Regions from separate parts of the Mus musculus genome. Here region 2 is linked to region 1. A link is a contact called in public HiChIP or PLAC-seq data. All regions are on one chromosome and are shown on one strand. Each heading gives the region's core, a stretch centred on a gene start, on an enhancer-like site or on the middle of the called end of the contact. The rest is flanking DNA. Distances are from core to core; before and after follow the strand shown.

The links. HiChIP or PLAC-seq counts read pairs in DNA pulled down with a chosen protein or histone mark.
Region 2: a contact with region 1 is called in a BATF HiChIP or PLAC-seq map of CD8 T cells, with 14 read pairs. The contact joins two enhancer-like sites. A contact is called at or near these places in 6 of 484 Hi-C or Micro-C datasets (bone marrow-derived macrophages, embryonic stem cells, group 2 innate lymphoid cells and 1 more), 4 of 115 datasets of contacts at active chromatin or transcription factors (CD8 T cells, effector CD8 T cells, microglia and 1 more) and 1 of 9 other capture datasets (embryonic stem cells).

The regions. Positions count from the first base shown.
Region 1 is chr8:115,186,285-115,191,563 of GRCm38.p6, reverse strand. All of the region lies in intron 8 of Wwox (WW domain-containing oxidoreductase), which reads right to left. Among named protein-coding and RNA genes, the nearest start is that of Gm39257, 230 kb to the right of the region's middle. Within about 2 kb of position 1,598, at least 57 of the 459 cell types and tissues checked have an H3K27ac peak or open chromatin away from gene starts, as enhancers often do. A contact at or near this core is called in CD8 T cells, effector CD8 T cells, group 2 innate lymphoid cells and 1 more, where this site is marked.
Region 2 is chr8:115,723,777-115,728,466 of GRCm38.p6, reverse strand. Gm30712 (predicted gene, 30712) reads right to left here. Exons shown (of 5, transcript NR_168617.1): 3 at 4,638-4,690. Among named protein-coding and RNA genes, the nearest start is that of Gm51552, 6.7 kb to the right of the region's middle. Within about 2 kb of position 2,021, at least 11 of the 459 cell types and tissues checked have an H3K27ac peak or open chromatin away from gene starts, as enhancers often do. A contact at or near this core is called in CD8 T cells, effector CD8 T cells, group 2 innate lymphoid cells and 1 more, where this site is marked.

The sequences.
Region 1 (5,279 bases), core at 349-2,848:
TAAATTCAAAACGGAGAAGTCATCTTGTCAGAACCAGAAATGCTCTTTTCAAGGAGCTTTGCATCTTCCAGAGCTCATGGCAAAAATTTGAAAATCTCTCCACAAAGCAGTCACTAACGATGCAATGACTCACAACTGTTATCTGATCGGTCGTCTTACCAAAAACTCTAATACAACAGGGCATTTTAACACTTCAGAACATGGAGGCCTTAATGAGGGTCCGTCAATTGATCAGGCCTACCTAGGCTAGACAGAGGGTTCGGTGAGTAGAGTGTTTGAAGCACAAGGGAGAGAACCACCACTTCAGGTCCCCAGGTCCCAGGAGGCAGAGGCAGAGGATTGTCAGAGCAAGCAGAGTAGCCAGACTGGCAGGATTGCCAATCTCTGGATTTAATGATAGAAATTGCCTCAGCATGTAAGGTCTATGTCTTATGTCTATGAAGATATTTGATGGCAACCTCTGGCCACTCCACTCATGCACACACACACACAGAGATCCCACACGCGTTAGCCCATACACACATACACATGCTTACACATATAACACATACATAGACACGTGCAAAAGAGCAGTTACCAGAATTACAGTTATTAAGTGTCATTCCCAGTCTCCTGAACCCAAGCCCTTCAACAGAGCCCTGTTCTGCTCCCAACATCAGTCACCTTTGGGGTCCTCTGTCTACACAGTCACCCCCCTAGGCCTTTCCGTAAGTCTTCATCCTCTTTAAACACTAAAAGATGAGTCCAGGGCATGCCTAAACAGAGTGGACCTTTGCAGCTTCCATTCTTGGTACCCGGTCCCCTTCTTTTGTTTATAATATCCCAAAGCCCCTTGGGGGTCCCCCTCCCCAGCTGCCACCCGCTGTGACTTTCTCAAGGCATGGTTGTTTAGAAGCTAACGTTACTTCCTGGTGCTAGGAAGGGTCACAGGGCAGAGGCCTCCCTGATGAGAGTTTCGCAGCCTCTGGCTCATGATGTTGGTCCAGAGTGAAAAGCAGCCAGAGTGGCCTAAGAAGAAGCCATGGTGGTGGTCCTACCCTTTGGTAGTACTAGGAGGGGTGTTTGATGAAAACTGAGAAAGAGATAATTAAATCCTTTGGTACCATTTATGAACCTGGATCCCAACAGGCCTAAAGTCAGGCGCACTTGAATACTAGTAGGATCCTGATCCAAAGTGGTTTTTTGTTGTTGTTGTTTTTTGCTTTTTTTTGTGGTGTTTGTTTATTTGTTTATTAGGGGTGGTGGTGGTAGGGGCTTTCTTTAAATCCATTTAAATCTCATCTTTGGTTTGGATCTTGTGTCAGACTGTATTGCAAAAAAAAAAAAAAAAAGCCATCCTCTCTAGAAGAAATCTTTATATACACCGAACACCTGTAAAAATGTCCGATTCCTGGCACGGTGCCATTATTTCTATTTATCTCATAGTTTTCATCTGTGAAGTTCCTTGTGAGGTTTCCTGACACCCTCACAGGAAACAGGTTACACGCAGAGTATTGTTTTCATTTTCTTCTAAACTGACGCTGCCACTCAAAGCTACACCTCTCTCATATCCAGACACCAGCCGTTGCAGTCAGAGCCTCCCACCTGCCCACGTGTCCAGGAAGCCTGTGCCACAGAGGAAATGGCCCCGGCCAAGGTACGATGGGAACTCATCGTGACTATAGAACCTGTCCCGTGATGTCACTGAGTAGGAAGCTTCAGGGAGAGAAACTGTTGTCAGACAGTCAGACAGACAGACAGACAAGAAAGGAGGGGTTCTGTGGGAGTTCTCTCAAAGGAGAATTTTGATGCATCATTATTCAAAAATCTAATGACACGGGAATAGAACCATTAAAATACGTTATTTATTTTTAGTTATACTTCTACTTTTTCCTTTTTCTATTTTGTTTTTCTTCTTCTTTTTGGTAACTCTTGTGGTTCCATTGTATGTTAGGTAAAAGTTCCTTTGAGAAATTCAGATTAAGAAGAAAAAGGTGTATGGGTGTGACCCTTCCTACTCTGAAATGGCTCTTGCAAACCCTTCTGCCCGGTGGAACGGTGTGCATACGATTAGCTGCACACAGGGGGCCCACGGCTTGCATGAGCAGTTAATTTGCTCCACATTTCCAGGCTGCATTATAACCCTAATGATCACTAATAATAGACAGACCCACATTTTATTGAGTAAGTAATTTGAGACATTATGATTTTTATCATGCGAATAGGATTGACCAATTTACATTGGGCCCAGGGAGATAAATAACTGGGATCAATCTCTGCAGTGGCGGGCTCTGTCTCTTGGCAAACTGATAAGCATTGATCAGGAAGGTGGACGTCGTGAGGCAGTAAAGCCAACGAGCTGCTGCTGCGCTCCAGCCAGAAGGTCGGCCAGAGAGCCTGTGTCCACCTGTGACATGATGCCAAAGGCAATGGGGGGGACCTCATTTTGGGAGAGAAGGTGGGCTTTGTGCTCATGGGGCACAGACTCTCAAGCCAGTCCTGTCTCTCCTCTTCTACCTGCATATGACCTTTCATCCAGGAACACACCAGGAGGCAGGCAAGGGGCTGGCAAGATGGTTCAGGGGTTTAAAGGCGCTTGTCGAACATGCCTGGTGACCTGAGTTTTATCCCCAGAGCTCACAGAAAGGAGGAAGGAAAGAATTGATTCCAGAAAGCTGTTCTTTGGACTCCGTACATGCAGTATGTTACATGCATGTCCCGACATAATTCACACACGTGTTGGGCTTTTTTTTTAAGTGCTTTTTTAAAAGGAGAGTTAGGTAGAAAAAGTCTGGGTGTGGTTTATTCAAGAGGATGGAGAATAGGTTCCTCCCCCAAAGTCTGTAAACATAAAAGCAGGGATGGAAGGGCTTCATGAGATGCATCTACTCTGCAGAAAGAACCGAGCAGAAAGGGGATTCCCTTTATTGCCATAGAGGAAGCCACTGAGATCCTTGTGGCTGGGGTGACAATGATGGGGCCTCCAGGTTCTCTGAACTCACACACCAGAGAGTGGAGGAGAGGCGGAGCTCGGGAGCACTTTGCTGAACACTTCTAGAAAGATCTGCCTCAGTTGCACCTAGACACCAGAGCAAGAATGTTTTCAAAGCTCAAGCGCTTTGAAGGTGGAAATAGGAGAATCAGGAACTCAAGGAGGGGCTTGGAGAGATGGGTCATGGGGGAGAGCACACGCTGCTCTCTTGTAGGAACTGCCTTCCATTCCCAACACTGTGTCAGGTGACTCAGGACTGCCTGTGGGCTACAGCTCTGGAGGACTGATGCTCTTCTGGCCTGTGCAGGGGCCTCATGTAGCAAACGCTCACACAGACACATACATGCACGTACATGAAAATAAATCTTTGTATTAAGAGAGAGACGGGGCGTAAAGTCATTCTAAGCTCAAATACGGAGTTTGAGGCCACCCTGGTGCACTGAGATCTTGTGTCAAAAAAACAAAACAAAAAACAAAAACAAAAACAAAAAACAAAAACAACACAGCAAGCCAAATAAACAAAGGAATGGAAATCCTAGCAAACTTTTTTCCCTGTTTGAAGGAGTTATTTGTTGGAAGCAAAAGTCATATTTGGGGTAGGGGATAATGGTTGTTATTCTGGGCCTCACAGACTAACCTGCCTGTCAGTAACATCTGGCTTTTTTCCCTATGCATGTCTAGGCCATGTAAGTCCATACTTTAGCCATTTGTTTATAATTAGAATCATAAAGGTCTTCTTTCTTACTGTTTTTATTTAACCTAATACTACCTCAGGAATATTTTTTTCTCCTTTCTCATATCATCTGTTTTCCCACTTCCAGATGTTTTATTGTGACTCTTAACTTAAGGAGATGCCTTACTGAGGGGAATTTTTAAAAATGTACTTTAAAATGGTTTCTTTTATTATCTTAATTCTTTATTTGTTGCTCAGTTGGCATTTCAGACCAGATCTCATGTAACCCGGCAGCTTGCTGACTAGCTGAACTTCCAGTGTTCCTGCCTCGACCTCCCAAACGCTGGGACTACATGTATGTCCCACTGTGCCTAGTTTATGTCATACTGAGGAGGGAACCTGGGGCTCCCTTCCTGCTTGACAAGCAAGCGCTCTCCTTGGCGATCTGCATCCCTAGCCCCTGGGCTTGGTTTTTGATGTGGCTTTGCTGTCTAGGCTGACCTCAACCTTGTCACAGTCTGCCTAGGGCCTCCAAAGCTCTAGGGTTACAGGTGTGGGCCCTGGTGTCTGACCTAGGGAAGAGAACTATTAACAGAATGCAAACAAGGTGCTAAGTGACATTGGAAAAGCAGTAACAACAACAACAACAACAGAATACAAGGCACCATTGGCACTAAGGGCATGTGTCCCCCCACCTGCCCAGGTTCACGGGGGGGGGGGGGGGGGGGGGGGGGCAAGCAGAGCCCCCCTGGGAGTTAGAAGCTACACACTGCCAGTCACTCATTTGAGTGTATTGTTGAAGAGAGAAGCTAGGAGCATGCTGGAGAGGGCTCTTCAAAAGGGAACTGGCAGGCAGTCACAGCAGTCTGTTTGCCATCAGGAGTTAATTAGCCTTTGGCCACTGAGGAGGGGAGGAGCTTTCCTTGGATGGAGGCTCCAACCTTTAGCTGCAGCTGCTATTGCTGTTGGCACAATCCACAGTCATCCCCCCCCACCCCCCACCCCCTGTCCCCTGCAAGGAGAGCAACCGGCCTTGGGAATGAAAAAAAAAATTTTTTTTAGATGACCTTGAAGGAGAGAGGACAGCTCAGCCTGACTAGAAATGTCAACAGAATCCATCTTTTCCAAACCAATGTTTGCCTCTCCTGGGACTGGAGAGCCTACGTTTCAGCAGAAAACGTAAGGTATCCAGGGACCCGGAGGATTCTACAGCGTGTCTCTTTTGCTTCGGCTACTGGGAGGTAGCAGAAGGCTACGGACCTTGGAAACATCTAGATTTATATTCAGCCTCGGTTACTTATTAGCAGTGGGACCTTTGGCCGGTGACACTTGTAGTGTTCCAGTCTCTTCCACCAACATGCCTTCGACCAGATTGGCCATCCTATAAGGAAACCCTTATCCAAGTTCAGCACAGATATATACATCTGTGAACCCAGCCTTTGGTAGACCGAGACAGGAAGGCCTGTGTGTGTCTATTAGTATGTAGCCCACACTAGGCTTGAGGTGTGCACCTAAGGCAGGACCTACGACAGTTAAGACACTTAATCTCATGTTCTGTTTGTACAGCTGAGGAGACATGACAGCAAAACCACTTATCCCTCACAGGGAAGGGACCTTTGGCACCTCCACTGAATC
Region 2 (4,690 bases), core at 772-3,271, 540 kb before region 1:
TTACATTATAGTGAGGGAGAGGGAACACGCTTTGGTTCTCATAGGAGACTTCAGGGCTGGAGCAGGAATTCATCAATCCTCCTCCATGGATCTTGAGACAAAGAAGGTTCCCTAAGACCCAGAAACTATCCATAGTACATACCCCATATCCTCTGCAGGGTCTTGTTTCCCCAATCATTGACTTCATTCATTCATCCAATTACTCATTCATGGATTTATCCATCCATCCATCCACCCATTTATCTGTCTGTCCATCCATCCATATATACTCATTAACCCATTCATTCATTCATTCATTCATCATTCATCGTTCATCATTCATTCACTTAGTACACTCTTTGCTATTGTACCCTTATTGGAAAAAGGAGTTAAGACACCGCTCATGCCCTCGAAGAACTCATGGATCTACGGAGAGACAGATGATGGTTATTAATTAATTCTGTAAAGGAACAATGAGAATTGACAGGGAGCACGGATTAGGAAGAAAAGGCTGAAGGGATTTAAAGGAGACTGGTGAATTAGAATGTTCTCGGCTTTGAGTAAGAGACGGTCCGTGGAGCTTGCACAAGGAAGTTTTTTACCTTATTCAGTGGTCGGCTGTAGATAAAGGTGAAAGAGTGACTTCAGATTTGATGCCCTAATTAGGTTCTATCTTCAGTCACCAGTTGCTTCTATTACCGCCCCCCTTGTTTGTGTGTGTGTGTGTGTGTGTGTGTGTGTGTGTGTAGACAAAGTTTTGTATTTGGTTCAGTCCTTCCACCACATGGAGCCAGAAAACTGAAGTCAGGTTGTTTGGTTTGGCAAGGAGCACCTTTACCCACTGAACCATCTCACCAGCCCTGTCACTCTCTCCTTCCATCACCATTGACTTATCTTCCTTCTCTTGCTTTATAGTGAAAGGTTGCAAGGTAGCTGCATGACAGCAATGCATGAAGCAAACTGCACTTACCAGGCTGCAGGGCCTGGAACTGTACCTAAGACAGACACAGGAGGAGAGTTCAGGGAAGTACATGGCAGGAAAGGGAAGGACTTCCTTCATCTTCCAACATCATTAGGTCTGCACAAGCCCGATGCGATGGCACTCACCTTCAATACAGGCGTTGGGAGGCAGAAACAGGTTATCTCTGTGGCTTAGAGGCCAGCCTAATCTACGAGTGTTCCAGGGGGAGCCTACATAGTGAGACCCTGTCACAAAAACAACACAAAGTCCACAGAAGAACTGACCTGGAGTTAACCTGGTTTTTACAGTGTTGAGGTTAGGCCTCATATCCCACCATGCAAAAAAATTAAAAATAAAAAACTTTAAAAGTGGTTTTGGGCAGATCTGGGCTCCCAACCAGATATAGTCACTGGCCTTGGCTTCCCAGCAGGCACACCAGTGAGGAGGCAAGTTTTGTTTATGAAACCTGTACTACCGCCCTCACACAGCACAGTCATTTTGAATCCTCAGTGTGGGTGGATGCTCACCACAAGTTGGTGTGAGCCCCAGGTTTTTCACCCAGGTAGTACTCCCTTGCACACCCACCCCTTAGAGATCAGCATGTATACACCTTCCGCAGGATCTTTGTGTCCTCTACCTGAGGAAGTAGCTCATTATGGTTCTCAATCGTGGGGGTTTGTTTTTTGTTTGTTTGTTTGTTTGTTTTTTAGTGTGACTTTTGCCTTCCAGCTCAGGAAAATGTACAGTGAATGTCATCAGAGAAGAACTCAGAACTATGGTGACCTTCATCATCCCAGGTTGCCACCCAACTTCCTGGCTGCTGGCTAGAGATCGCAGAAGGAGCTGGCTGTCAAGACATCTCATGTGAAAACTGAACAAATTTAATACTGAGGTTACTGAGAGAAAGTAAAGTGTGACACCCTATAGAATCTGTGGTGTCGACTCACATCTTCACTGAGTAAGCTTTCCCTTTAAGCTTCAACTTCAACCCAATTAGGGCTCGGCTAATTAGTTTTGTGCACTGCACAACACTTGGGGGGAAAGGTCATTCTGGTATATAATTTTCTCTCCCTTTCAAAGCCACAAACCTGCCTCACAGGGACAAGGTTTTAACTTCCGCTTCTCAGCAGCAAAACAAGCTGAGTCACATGTTTCTATGAATTCCACCCCCCTAAAACTTCAGATTAATAATAACAGCAGTAGCGTGCATTTGTCCATGGAGCACAGGTGTTGGGGTCTGCACTGGATCTCACCTGTCATAGAACCTCCACAAGATATAAGCAGCCCATATCATACCAAAGCAAGCTATGTTTCACAGTGGCTAAGAATGGGCAGGGAGCATTCATATGATGGGAGAGAATACAGAGATAATAGAAGAAAGAATAAGAGGCCATGCAGGTGGTTGGGAGAGAATATAGACCCATCATTAGGAGACCTTGAACCTTGACTTTAACCATGCCTTGGACAACAATTTTTCCTTTCTAGAAGTTTCAAGGCATTTAGATGGGAGTCATGCTCTATAATAACAAACTACAGGTGACTATGTGACTGCACTTAAAAGGGCAGCTTCTACCATACACATGTTATTCCTGCAAGAATATTGGAGTTTCTCAAGATGGAAGTAGGGAGCGATTCAGCATTGCTTGTTTTGAAGGACACCCTATGCCAGAAATTATAGGAAGCATTGTCACGCTTTCTCATGAAAACAGTTTTTTTTTGGGGGGGGGAGGGGAAGTAAATGAACAGGCTGATGGTAGTCTTCTAGTTGACAATGTTTTGTGCCCATTCAAGAAAAAGTTGGCAATTGTATGATGAGTAGGAAAAGCCTAGAGAGCTGGAAGGGTTCTTTCTGAAAGTCCCTGGGTATCGATTTTGTTCTCTTTGGTTTGGGATGGTTTTCTTTGTTTGTTTGCTTTTTGATTTTGAGTCTCTGACTAACCTCAAAGTCGCTGTATAGCCAAAGTTATCCTTGAACCCATTCCCAATCCTCCTACCCTTGCCTTCCATGGGCTAGGATTATAGGCACGCATCATCATTCCTGGCTTGCCTGAGCACTGGATCCATCACATAGATTGGTGGATAAATCTACAATATTGAAAGATCAGTTAAATCAAGATAGAAACACTGCTTTTCCCAAGCTGTGTGGAGCCTGAGGGCTGAATGTGAACTGGGAACTATTTGACTCTATAATTTATGTAGGGATGCATGCCCTTAGCCAAGGCTTCCCATGGTTCATCTAGTAAATCATGAAACATGGTACAGCACACAGACTCAGCTGTGTCAGGGCCTCATGTACTCATCCCAGTGTCTCCACCTCCTCTCTCTGTCTCAACAAAGTATCAGTTGAGCACAGGGCTTATCCCTGGCTTCATTCTTGCCTGTCCCTACATCCTCCTTACTCTTTCTATAACATCCTGTCCTGTAACATAATAATTTTGTATTAAACCTCTACAGGCAAAAGTTCAGCTACAAAGACACTTGCAGTTAGAAGGGGTCATTGGAAGGGTTCAGGTGACTGGCAGTTGGGATTTCATCCTTAGTAGCTGCAGGAGACCAGAAAGGTGAAAGGATAGGGTCTTCATCAAAAACTCATCTGACAACTGTCTCAGGGAGCGCGCTGTGCACCTGGGCTGGGTTCAGAACACATCTTTATACCTTTATGAGATTGCTCGACTCCACTCAAATTGGCTGGTTCTTATGGAAAGGTAAGAAGCTCAAGGAGATGAGCCAGTGACCTGGACTTCAGTCACTGAGATGTGGGAATCACAGTCAAGCCTTAGAGATGCTCAGAGGGATTCCCAAGAGACTAGACTCTGTAGTCTTTCATAGGTGAGATGGGTCATGACAGTGCATTCAATATGTGGACAATCTGAGTACGCTCAGGGAAACGATGCATATATGTGCTCATATGTACACATACACAAATACACACACACACACACACACACACACACACACACATATATATATGTATATAAATTCTTTATATTCTTTATATAAATTATATATATGGAATATATATATGTGTGTACATGTGTGTATGTGTGTAAGTAAATGTGTGTACATATATAGAGATACATACATAACTACATATCCTATTATAGTTTTACTTTTGGAAAAAAAAAAACAACCAGAAATGTAAAGTGATTTGGGGCATGAAGAAACATATCTATAAGAACTTGACTTTCTGTTCAAAGTTTACAGGTAATATGTTATTTAACAAAGGAAAAAAAATAACACTACAGGAGATGTCACTAAGAAGCCACTCCACATATATTCTAAAGTGTTAGTTCTTATAATCCTAACAAGCTATAACAAGAGGTAACAAGCTGTGTCTGGACAGTATTTCAAAGATGTTCAAAGGCCACTCTCCTCCTAGGGTCATTTTCACCTTCCAGTGGAGTTATGTTGCTGCATTCTGCACATAGTAATGAGTGGCTAGGTGTATGGACAGATGGAAAGAAGAGGGGACAGAAAGACAAAGGACCTGAGAGATAGGTGGGTGAATGGGTGCATCAATAATAGAAATGTATAGAAATGAATAGAAAGATAGACAGAATACCAGGTGGATGGGTTGATGGATGGGTGGATGGATGGATGGATGGATGGATGGATGGATGGATATATGAGCAGATAAAATGGTATAGAGATGAAAGGCTTTTAGTCCTTTCTCCTTGAGACTCTCACAAGGCCTTACCTACAGCATGCTGCCAGTTAGTGAAGATGTGACCCGTGGTCTCAGCAATACAC